Regions from separate parts of the Mus musculus genome. Here all the other regions are linked to region 1. The links are chromatin contacts, called in public HiCAR-type maps. All regions are on one chromosome and are shown on one strand. The core of a region is the stretch at or near the end of the contact, and the rest is flanking DNA. Distances in the headings are between cores, read along the strand shown.

Region 1 (3,596 bases), core at 453-2,952:
GGACCTCTGGAAGAGCAATGAGTCCTCTTAACTGCTGAGCCATTTCTCCAGCCCCAACATAGTATGGCTTTGAAATATGTATGTAATAATCATAGTCTTTACACATGCTGTTGCCTACACTTTGCTTAGGGTAGGCAGGCCTTGTGTCTTTCATCTGTATGCCTTTGGCATCTACACAGTGCCTGTCTGGCACTTAGTAGTTCCTATGAAACATCTGTTTGTTTCCGGAAGAAACAAAAACTAGTGCTGTGTTTGAAATTTAAACACTTTGAACTAGCTCACAGGATTTTTTTTTTTTTACTCTAAACTTAAGGGCTAAACTAATACTAATAAAATAATTATTTTTTCAAAGAAAGGAAGAGGAAAGCATTTAAAACAAAATAACAAGAGTAAGCAGAGGGTGGCAGTGGGTGCCTATCACCATAGTGCCTGGGAGGCAGATGAAGGGCCCTGCAAGCTTGAGGCTCAGTCTACACAACACACCAGGCAAGCATGGACTGCACACACACACACACACACACACACACACGCGAGGTAATGAATTAAAAGAAGAGAAAACCAGCCCTGTAATAGATTTTATTCGAATGGGTGGTCTTGGGTGGTTATAATGGCACCATTTTAAAGAAGGTCACAGACTCCAGACAAATACAGTGAAGTGTGAATACAGAATAATTGAAGTCCTAATTGTTTTCTGCACTACAGTAACACGATACAAACGGGAATGTCTCCTTCAAAATAAACTCACAACTTCACACAGTGTCCTTCCAAGTGAGCGAGAGGGAAGGCAGGTGTTTTCCCAAGTCACCTCAGCTCGGGGGCTGTGCGCCCAGCACAGAGTCCAGATAGAGTAAACAGACGGTATTCCAACGGGCTCAATACACAAGCAGTCTCACATACCGGGAACTGGAGTCCTGATGCTCATCAAAGGCCGTGAGCAACATTTAGGAAAATGCGCTTACTCACCGTCGCCACCGCTGAAATACGTGTTGATAAGGGTTGCAGTACTGTAAACACCCATCAGGGAGAATTCTGAGCAGCTCCACAGACTAATTTGACCCATTGACTTAATCACATCTTCACACACACACACACACACACACACACACACACACACACACACACACACACACACACACACACACAGAGCAATTTGTTTATGATATGAAGGGACGCCTAAACTGAGATCCGCGTGGAAAGGTGATCCCGGGTGCCTACATCTATCCGCAGTTTTCTCTGGTAATAACCAGCTGGTCCCAGTCACAAATGCTTCCTAGAATAAAAGTATGTTTCCTTTGGCTGGGGGGAGGGGGTCTGATTCAATCGGTAGAGTGCTTGTCTAGCAGGTAATGAACCGCCCCATTGAGTGGGGCGGGCCTGTGAACCCAGCACTTGAGAGGGAGAGGCAGGAGAATCAGAAATTCAAGGTCATCCTTGGCTACCTAGGGACTTCGTAGCTTGCCTGGCCCTGAAATGTTTCAGGACTTAAGGGTGGATGGGTGGGGACCAACGAGCTCCTAGGTTCTGCCATTAGGCGATTCCAAGGATCAATGGGCGGGGTCAGAGGCAGGACCCCGCCCCTATCCCCGCCTCTGCGCAGCGTGCTCCCACCGCCCCCGCACCTGCCTTCATTTCCCGCCCACGCATGTGCTCGCCCGCGGAGCGCGCACAGGCTGCGTGGTCCCACGAGGGGAAGGCGGCCAACGGCTGCGGCGCGAACATGGAGTCGGATGCCACGACCTCAGAGCCCAAGGCCTCGGTCGGGAGTGACAGCTCGCCAGCGGAGCAGACTGTCTTAGCCACCCTCCGGGACTCGGTGGCCGCGCCCACCAGGGGCTTCATGTCCCCCGTGCGCTCGGTAGTGGCCTCCCCGCGCCCCGTGAAGGGCAAGGCGGCACGGCGACGGCTCCAGCTCCCACCGGTCACCCAAGCCGAAACATGTGACGAGGAGCCCGTGCCCGCGGTGCCTGAGGACCAGGAGGAAGCGCAGCCCCTGCCACCGATCTACGCATCCCCCATGAGGGGCATGTGGCGCAGCGAGAAGGTGGCTCTGTACTGCGACCAGGTGCTACAGGGCTCGAAGGTGCGAAGCTGCAGAGGGGCCAGCTCCGGGAGGTTTGGGTCTTTCCCACAGCAGGGAAAGCAAATCTGTCCCTTCAAAACAGTCTTTTGGGGGAAAAAATCAGTCTTTTGGAGTCAAGGGGTACAGAATGCCACCTTGGCCACCTTAGTCGTTGCCCAGACCCTCAGCTCCTGCCCTAGAGGACTTGACTAACCCGTTATACAAAATTGTCAGCTAAAATGACACCTCCTAAAAGATGAGGCCGTGAAGCGCTCGTCACAGTCTGGGCATACATCTTACTGTCCACTCAAATACACAGAGCTCGGTGTCCACACACCCTAGTGTCCACACGTCTCGTTGTTAACACACCCTAGTTTTTAATACATCTTCATATTAGGCCCAAACATAAAGCTAATATTACGTTGGAATTGTGAAAATGGCAGCTAGAGAGACAGCTCCTTGGTTAAGAACATTTGCTGTTCTAGTAGAGGGGTCAATTTTCCTGTCCCAGAACCCACAAGGTGACTCCCATCCATCCGACACTCCTGTTTCAAGGGATCCCAGATCCTCTCCTGAGCCTTCCCAGGCATCAGGTGCAAGGGTGGTGTGAATACACGGATGCACATAAAAACAGGCGTAAGATGTCCCCAGAATGGTTCCCAGTCAGCAAGTCACGATGTAGACAGGTGTTTTGCATGGAAAGAGCCTGATAACACCAAACAGGGTGGCACACGCCTTTAATCCCAGCACTCGAGAGGCAGAGGCAGGCAGATCTCTGAGTTCAAGGCCAGCCTGGTCTACAGAGAGTTCCAGGACAGCCAAGGCTACACAGAGAAACCCTGTCTCAAAAAAAACAAAAAACAAACAACAACAACAACAAAAAAACCCCACCAAACAGAACAAATAGCATACATTTTAATACTGCATTTTATTTAAAGTATAGCAAAAGAATTTGTGTACAAGTATATTCGTTGCAGCGATGGGTATAAAAATTGGCTGAGCATGGTGACTCATGCCTTGTTTGTCTTTTGTAGACCAGGTTGGGCCAGAACTCACAATAATCCACCTGCCCATCCCAGTACTTGGGAGGATGCTGGAGCCCGAGAATTGTGAGTTTAAGGTTAACCTAGGTCAGTCTCAATAGTGAGATTTTTGTTTCAATAGTAAAGAAATAGCTGGAATTCTAGATCAAGTGGCAGAGTGCTTGAAGTATTTGAGTCCCAGTACCAAACGCAGTTCCTGCACTCCTGGAGAAAGGAAGAAAGGATAGAGCCATAGAGAACTACAATGAGGCAGGCATCATGGTACACCCCTGCAATCCCAGCACTTAGGAAGTTCAGGCAGGAGGATCGCCCTGAGTTTGAGGCTAGTGTGGGCTACCCAGCAACATCCTGTGTCAAACAAAAATAACCCACAAAGAACTTCATGGCTTCACACAGTGGAAAACTATGCAGTTGTACATTCGTGCTACTTAGGTTAAAAAGCAAGAAGCTTGGAGGTGGGCATGATAGGTGGGTGGGTGAATAGACACAGAGAA
Region 2 (3,596 bases), core at 687-3,186, 2.6 Mb after region 1:
GAAGCCTCTGGTGTTCTAAGAGTTTTCTTTGAGGCTGTTTGGCTTGTAACAGGTCGGGAAGAAGGTTCATCCTCTACAGCACCAACAAGAGGTAAAATTCAAGTTAGATGACCTGGGAGAGACCATGGCACACAGTATGCATATTTACCAGTAATCTATACAGAGAGATGCAAGTATTCAACTTCTCTAGGTTCAAAACTTGGGAATTAAACCAGTTAGAAATCCTATTAAGACAGAGTATGATGAGGGCTGGGGAGAGTTCAGTGTTTACGGGCATTTGCTGCTCTTTCCGAGGACTTCCGAAGTCCAAAAGGCTTACGATATTCTGTAGCTTCAGCTCCAAGGGACCCAACACCATCTTCTGGCTTCCAAGGCTACCTGTACTCACGTGCACATACTCACACAGGTACGTGCAGCTGCAAACCATGGAAGTGAAACAACATACAAACCACTACTTGTTGCTTTACGACAAAAATGCTACTTTAGCAAGTTAAAAGGTTAGGCCCTTGGTCCTGTGAAGGCTCTATGCCCCAGTGTAGGGGAATGCCAGGGCCAGGGAGAGGGATTGGATTGGTTGGGGGGGGGGGGGGATATAGGGGAGTTTTCGGAGGGGAAATGAGGAAAGGGGATAACATTTGAAATGTAAATAAAGAAAATATAAAAAATTAAAAGGTAGGTTCAAGAGTCAGGTAAAAGAAATGTTTAAATCCTCTAAAAATGTATAAAAGGTAAACTGAATTTAGGTGCAGGAGGCTCTGTGGGAAAGTCAATAAAAAGTAACAGTTACATTGCCTCCCATGTGCAAACACTGTCTCAGTTTCTGAGACAGAATTAACACAAGTACCTAAATTTCGACCAGGCATACATGCGTGACAGGTTCCTTTTTTTTTCTCCCAACTTTGCCATCTTAAAAGAAATGCTGACATGTATAAGCAAATAAACTGTCTCCTTACATCCAAAAGAGCATGCACATCTCTAGCATAAAGTTTCCCAAATGAACAGATCTTCAAGTGTGTCAGGACTTTAAGGGCAAGTAGGTAAATCTGCAAGCCAGTTTACTGTGCTCTAAGCTTTAAATCCACTCCTGTTCAGATGCATCAAATGTATTAGGGAGGCCATCCCACTGTGACTCTAACCCTCAGAATTTTACCTCATAATTAGGTGACTGACATGGGGCTTACTGGAACCACCTGTGACTCAGTTATATCCGAGTGCAGGGAATAAGAGGATGGCTTGAAGAATTTGGTTCATCTGTGTGACTTAACTAAAACTATAGTACACACCCTGTTGGCATCTGGGGCTTCATATATAAGCTTTACTAATAAATAGAACCTTGTTTTGTTTCAGTAGTTTGTCAGTCTTGACTTGTTTAGCTACTTAAGATTACCGTGATGGCCTCCAATCTGGGGGGAAAGTCTGGCAGAGACCAGACTCTGTATTTGGAGTAATGTCACCAACCCATTCATTAAAGTCAGCTACTCCTCGTAGCATCCGCCTAGAAATGATCTCGTTTTCCCAATCTTGGTGAAAAAAAAAAAAAACGAAAGAAACCGACTGGAAAGTTAACTTAAAAACAGGATTTTCAGCTGGGGACTTGGGGCCCCCGAGATTTAAAAAAAAAAAAAAAAAAAAAAAAAAGGAAATGGAAGTGGCTTCAGTAGAAACTTCAGAGGACGGAAATGAAACCGAGCGCAGAGTAGTTTGGGGCTCCGACAATGGCTTAGCCGCCGACCTCTAGCAAAAGCCTACAGAAAGAGGAGACCTAGACCCCCCAAACTGAAGCTCCAGGACTAGGCAGAGCTGCCCGCCTCCGCTCGGGTCACTTCGCACCACCACCTTCCCGCGCGGCCCACTGCGTCCTTCCCTCTTGAGGGTCCGGGTGGACTCAATCCGGGAGTGCGCGCCCAAAGGGCCGCAGAAATCACCAGGACCCAGGCGGGGCCGGAGCGGGGCCGGCCTCCACGGGGGCGCGCCTGCCGCCGCGTGCCCGCCGCCGCGCGCGCTCCCGAGCCCGCAGCCGAGACTGTTACCTTCGCGGTCCTCACTGGAGGACGGAGAGTCCCGTAACCCTCGGCCGCTCGTGGCCGGAGACAGCTGCGGCTGCTGTGAGTGCTGCTCAAGGCGAGCAGACCTCCGCGTCTTCATCTCCTCGGCTTCCTGGGCTCGCCGCTGCCTCCGTGGTCGAGAGCGAAGGTTGTAAGCGCTTTCTCTCACTTCCTCTCCCGCAGAAGCCGGCCGGAACTTTTCTGGCGGGGTTCGTCTCCCCCCCGGAGACCTTTCTTTGGCCGCCCGGGGCTCGAAGTCGCCGTACACTTCTGCCGGCTCCTCTGAAAACCTCACTTCCCGTCGTCCGCGGCGCGACGGGTGAGCTCCGTACGCAGGCGCGTCACTGCTGTCGCCATTTCGCGGGTCGAGCCTCCGCCTTCCCTCCCGGATGGGGGCTCTGGGTGTGACGTAGATGGCCCAACCTTCTCCGGGCCCCTCGGCCTGCCACCTTTCTCCCGCCATAGTTGTTTACGTAGCTGGTAGTCGGTTCGTGGCGATAGATTGGCCGCAGATAGATTCCGCTGCGGGTAGTGGCGATGGCTTCGGGGAGGTTGTCGCAGTGGTCAGGGAGGCAGTTGAGAGTCGCCGGGGCCGCCGCCTGCGTCCTCGCTCGTGTGCCACCAACCAGCCTCCAGGCCCATGGTGTGTCCTGAGGGCTGTCGGAGAGGCAGTGCCCGAGCTGGGTCAGCTGCTGCGGGTCACTCCCGCCTCCTGGCTGAAGGCACCAAAGAGGAGGAGAAGGGGGAGGAGGACGTCTCTGTCCTTGGCCTTGGAGGGAAAGGTGGGGGCGACCAGGAGGTGGTAGGACAAGTGGCCTGTGCCAAGCTGCTGATGGCCAGTTGCCCACCACCGGGGGCGCTGGTCCTGGCTCCCAGAGGCTTTGGGAAAGGGCAAGTTTCAGTCCTTGATCCCAAGCTGTTGCGCAGTTCCCCTGCTACTTTGGCCACTCCTTTTCAAATGTCCCTGGGAGGAGAAATGATCAGAAAGGCAATTCTGCATGTCATCTTATGGCGAAAATTATAGTTTCATGGACCTTTATGAAATTGCTTTTACCCAGTTTAAAATTTTTATTCACCTGTTGACCCTTTAAAATTGTGTTTAGTTACACTCTTGGGGTGTGTTTCCATTTTTGAGTCGTAGCCATATCAACCATATTCTTGAATTTTCACGTGAATGGTATACCAATAAGCTATACCCTAGCCCTAAAAAAAAAAAAAATCGATTTTGAGTTTTTATTTGGAAGCCACATAACAGTGATTTTGAAAAAAAACTTAAAAGTATTTGCCTTTTTCCAGTATTTTAAATAATGACCTTAAGTTGTTACTCAAACTTAGACAAATTCCCAGTTACTAGAATTTTCACAAATAGTCTATAAATTTGGTCAGCAACACAGATGACTCAAGAGTCATGTTTGGAGCTTCATTTAGCATTGTTTATTAACTACAAAGAAGGGGAGCCATAAGGAGACAGCTGCCCTTTTTTTAAAGATGTGTGTGTGTGTGTGTGTGTGTGTGTAAGTGAGTGAAAGGAGGGAGGGAGGGTGATCTCTG
Region 3 (3,596 bases), core at 670-3,169, 2.3 Mb after region 1:
CCTGACATTCAGTATCCCTGAGCAAAAGACACAAAAATCAAGACAATGTGAATTTTGTATATGACAAAAAAAAAAAAAAAGTACCGTCAGAGGAGAGTCCAGAATCCGGACAGGACATCTGTGGAGGAAGTCATTAGAATACAGGTACTTAAGGAGGATTGAGTCAGACCCCCACATCCTTTATCCATTCACAGACCGCCCTTATGAGTGCAGCATAGCTACAAGTAGTTTAAGAACGTGGGTACCTTAGAAAGGGTTTGCTTTTCTGTTTGTTTAGGAGATGAGAATCAACAAGCTGTTGGAAGCAATTACCAACACTGCTTACAGAATACGCTGACAGTCAATTCTCCAAGGCGCAGCGAACTTTGCAACTGTTCGCCAACAGGCGACACAAGAACTGTAGGCTACAGCGGAGGAACAATCTAAAACAGGCTCAAATGAAGCTATCTCTTCCATTTTTCTCTCAAAAACTTTACAATAAATCTCAAGACATTGGCTGGACAGCCCGCCCTGAGATTTGTGTTACAGAACCCCTGCGATGGAGAGGCAGGGCGCAGGAGGGCGCGCTGCTGCGCCGGGGATCGTAGGTAGTCTCCATCCCTGGGTGAGCCTGCTCTTACTTACAATAAACTCCTACCGCATCACTAAAGCAGTCGTAAGCGGAAGTGTAGTCTCTTGGCAAGCCCATCGAGGGAACCCTTCATCTCTCTAGGGTACCCAGGGGCACCTAGCCCAGTGCAGCCGTTTGTAAACCCAGACTTAACCAGGAGCCCGCAAGCGCGCGCTAAGCCTGAGAACCTGTTCGGGTCTCTGCACAGATTGCTTCTATCTGTTCAGGAGTCGGAAACACAGACAGATTCCCACCCGGAAAATCTCTGCCGTGTGTGCACATCCGTACAAACCAGAAACCTGGGGTGAGAGACCTGCCGTAACTAATTGCAGGCTCTGGAAGAAATTGAGAGAGCTAGCAAAGTGCCCACACGTCTGAGTCTCTCTCCCTCTTCCAGCCCCGCGCCACTAAGATTGCCTACCCTCGCCTAAGCAAAGGCTGCACGCACAACTTCGTTCCAGAGCTTCTCGCCGCTGCATTCCTCGGCTAGCTGGAATGTGGCGAGTGCATTCGCTCACCCGGAGCAGTCTGCTGGCGGCAACACAGGCGGCGGGTGCCCCGGGCAGCAGTGACTGGGGACTCAATCAAGTGCTCGAACTGCCGAAACCAAGAGTGTGACAGGGGGCTTCTGTACAGCCCTGCGACCCGGGACGCGCTCTCCAACTTCCCGCCAGCTGGGGTAAAGTTGTACCAGCGGTTCTGCGAGCTTTGGCCATTGCCGCGAAAGGTAATCAATTGGGGGACCACTTTTGCCCTCGGGCCTGGCCTGTAGCTGGAAACCTCTGTTGTCCCCAAACAGCATCCTCCCTAGGGTTCTCATAAAAGCGACGGCCCAAAGATGCTACTTTCTATACCCTTGGGCCCTCCACGAACAGTATCCCGGAATCTTTCGAATTCGATCCCAAATTGCCAAGAGTCAAGCCCTTCAAACACTGACTGGTAGTACCCCAGCTCTGTGACCGCCTCTGCACCCCGACCCCTCCCGGTCAGTGCCTTGAACGGCGCGTCCGGCCTCCCCGCACCCGCTGAGGCTGTTAGCTGTCTTGTTATCAAATTAAATTAGCGAGAAAGGAGGGTGTCTTACGTTGCATCGGCACACCGAGCATCTCCGGGAGCCCCTTGACAGCCCCCTCCGCGGGGACAGCCGCGCTCTGCATCATCTTGGAGCCAGAGGCAGCAAGTCGCAGTCTACCGAGATCTCTCGCTCTCTCCCTCTGGCTGGATTCGGAAATTTGAAAATAATAATAATAAAACCAACCAGGCCGCTGAAGTCACAGAGGAAACCGAGCCCTCCGCGTCTCCGGGAGGACTCCACAAGCTGGCTGGCCCCCTCCCCCGCCAGTCCTCAGGCTGTTTCAAATCCCTTTGATCTCGCTCTCCCGGGCTGGTGCACATCCCGGGTTGAGGAGACACTGTTGCTGCAGCTCTGGCTCCCCCCCTTCCCTTCCCCGCCCTCCTCTCCCCCTCCCCCTCCACCCTTCGCGTGCCGGCTGCCCTGGAGGCCGCGGTCACCCAGGCATTTTGATTCATTCACACTGCAGGAGCGGCCGTGACGTCGCTTTCCGCAGGGAAGCCCGCCCTCCAGCTAGTGCTGCCAACCGGGCAGCCCGCTGCAGACCCCCGGCTAGCCAGAGTAGGGGGCGAGAAGTAGGGGGGGTTCGGTAGCCCCGAATCTGGTCGGAGGTGCGGGAGGGCGGGGCCGCCTGATAGGGGGCGGGGCCTGCAGCCCCTCCCCCACCCTGCCGTGCGGGCTCGCGCCCCGGTATAAATACTGCGGCGGGCTGGGCCGCGGCAGCAGGTGGTCCCGGAGCGCAGGGACCACGCAGAGCTGGTTTCTGCCAGCTTTGGGGATTCCCCGCTCGCCCCCAGCATCGGTCCTCTAGGATCAAGGAGGGGGCGCGGTGGGCCAGGACCCAGCGGACCCTGGGTTGGCGCTCCGAGTTCAGAGCTTCTCCAGCCCACGGAGCGTGTTCTGTAACTGGATGATTCCATCCATCCTCCACTTGTTTTTTTTTTTTTTTTCCTGGCCAGTTCCTTTCCGGCCGGTACTAACCAGACCCTACTCTCTCTCCCCCGCGTCTGGCTGAGGCAGGGCCAGGGACAGCTCGTACTCGGCCGGGAACGCGCGAGTCACGCAGTGGGCCGCCACGGAGCCGGATGGAGGCAGGCGGCCTGGGCCGCGCACGAAGGTGGCCGGGCGCGGGTCTTCGTGCGCGCCCACACTCGCCTCGGCCTTCCGCCACAGTCGGCACTCTCACCACCCGAGGTCCAGTCCTAGTCCCACGCCTCCCAGCCGCCCGCCCTCCCAACTGGGTCTCCAGCCGGCGTCCACCCAGATCCGCCCTCTCTGGCTCCTGGAGACTGCTCGGCCGAACCGGCTGCCACTGCGGGCACTTTGAACGATCCCTGGCCGCGTGTGTACTGGGCGGAGGCGTGCACCGGGCCCCCGGGGCTGACCAGCAAAGGGCGTGCATTGCTGTTGTGTTTAACACACACACAGAGACTCACACACAGACACAAACGCGCGCGTAGAAAACTCATTCTTCCCATTCTCATTCCTGGAGGCAATAAAGCAAAGATCAATGCTGGGACGAAGTCGCTAGCACTTTTTCAAACACTCGACGCCTCCTGACCACCGGCTCTAGAAACCTACCGGGTCAGCCCTGGGCCCAGCCACAGCCACCTCGGACACTACCATTCCTAATTTAATTGCCGACTTCAAGTCAGATGGGTCTTTACAACCAAATGGGACCCTGCGCTGAGAAGTTTTGTTTTTGTTTTTACTCCTGGTGTTTTAGGGTTGGTGATGGAGGAGGATGGACAGTAAGAGGGGTGGCTGTGTGTGCTACTTAGGATCTGTGTCCAATGAGGTCACAGCAATTTCTATGGGTCCTAGCACTAACGAGGGTCCTGTCTTGCTGTTTACTGAGCTGTCTACACAAATTGAGAAAATACGGTGGAAATGCTAATTTCATTAGCAACCAAA

The links. HiCAR-type assays count read pairs that join an accessible place to other places.
Region 2: a contact with region 1 is called in a HiCAR-type map of astrocytes, with 3 times the contacts expected there. The contact joins the promoter of Tor1aip2 here to the promoter of Shcbp1l in region 1. A contact is called at or near these places in 1 of 39 promoter capture datasets (hippocampal neurons), 1 of 115 datasets of contacts at active chromatin or transcription factors (astrocytes) and 1 of 9 other capture datasets (liver).
Region 3: a HiCAR-type map of astrocytes shows a contact between it and region 1, with 9 times the contacts expected there. The contact joins the promoter of Lhx4 here to the promoter of Shcbp1l in region 1. A contact is called at or near these places in 1 of 39 promoter capture datasets (liver) and 1 of 115 datasets of contacts at active chromatin or transcription factors (astrocytes).

What each region holds. Positions count from the first base shown.
Region 1 is chr1:153,423,507-153,427,102 of GRCm38.p6, forward strand. It overlaps Shcbp1l (Shc SH2-domain binding protein 1-like), which reads left to right and starts at 1,703. Exons shown (of 10, transcript NM_001033162.2): 1 at 1,703-2,080. The coding sequence starts at 1,718.
Region 2 is chr1:156,033,728-156,037,323 of GRCm38.p6, forward strand. Tor1aip2 (torsin A interacting protein 2) reads left to right here and starts at 1,937. Exons shown (of 7, transcript NM_172843.4): 1 at 1,937-2,381. It overlaps Tor1aip1 (torsin A interacting protein 1), which reads right to left and starts at 2,753. Exons shown (of 10, transcript NM_001160018.1): 1 at 2,031-2,753; 2 at 1-73. The coding sequence starts at 2,508.
Region 3 is chr1:155,740,108-155,743,703 of GRCm38.p6, forward strand. It overlaps Lhx4 (LIM homeobox protein 4), which reads right to left and starts at 1,920. Exons shown (of 6, transcript NM_010712.2): 1 at 1,695-1,920. The coding sequence starts at 1,770.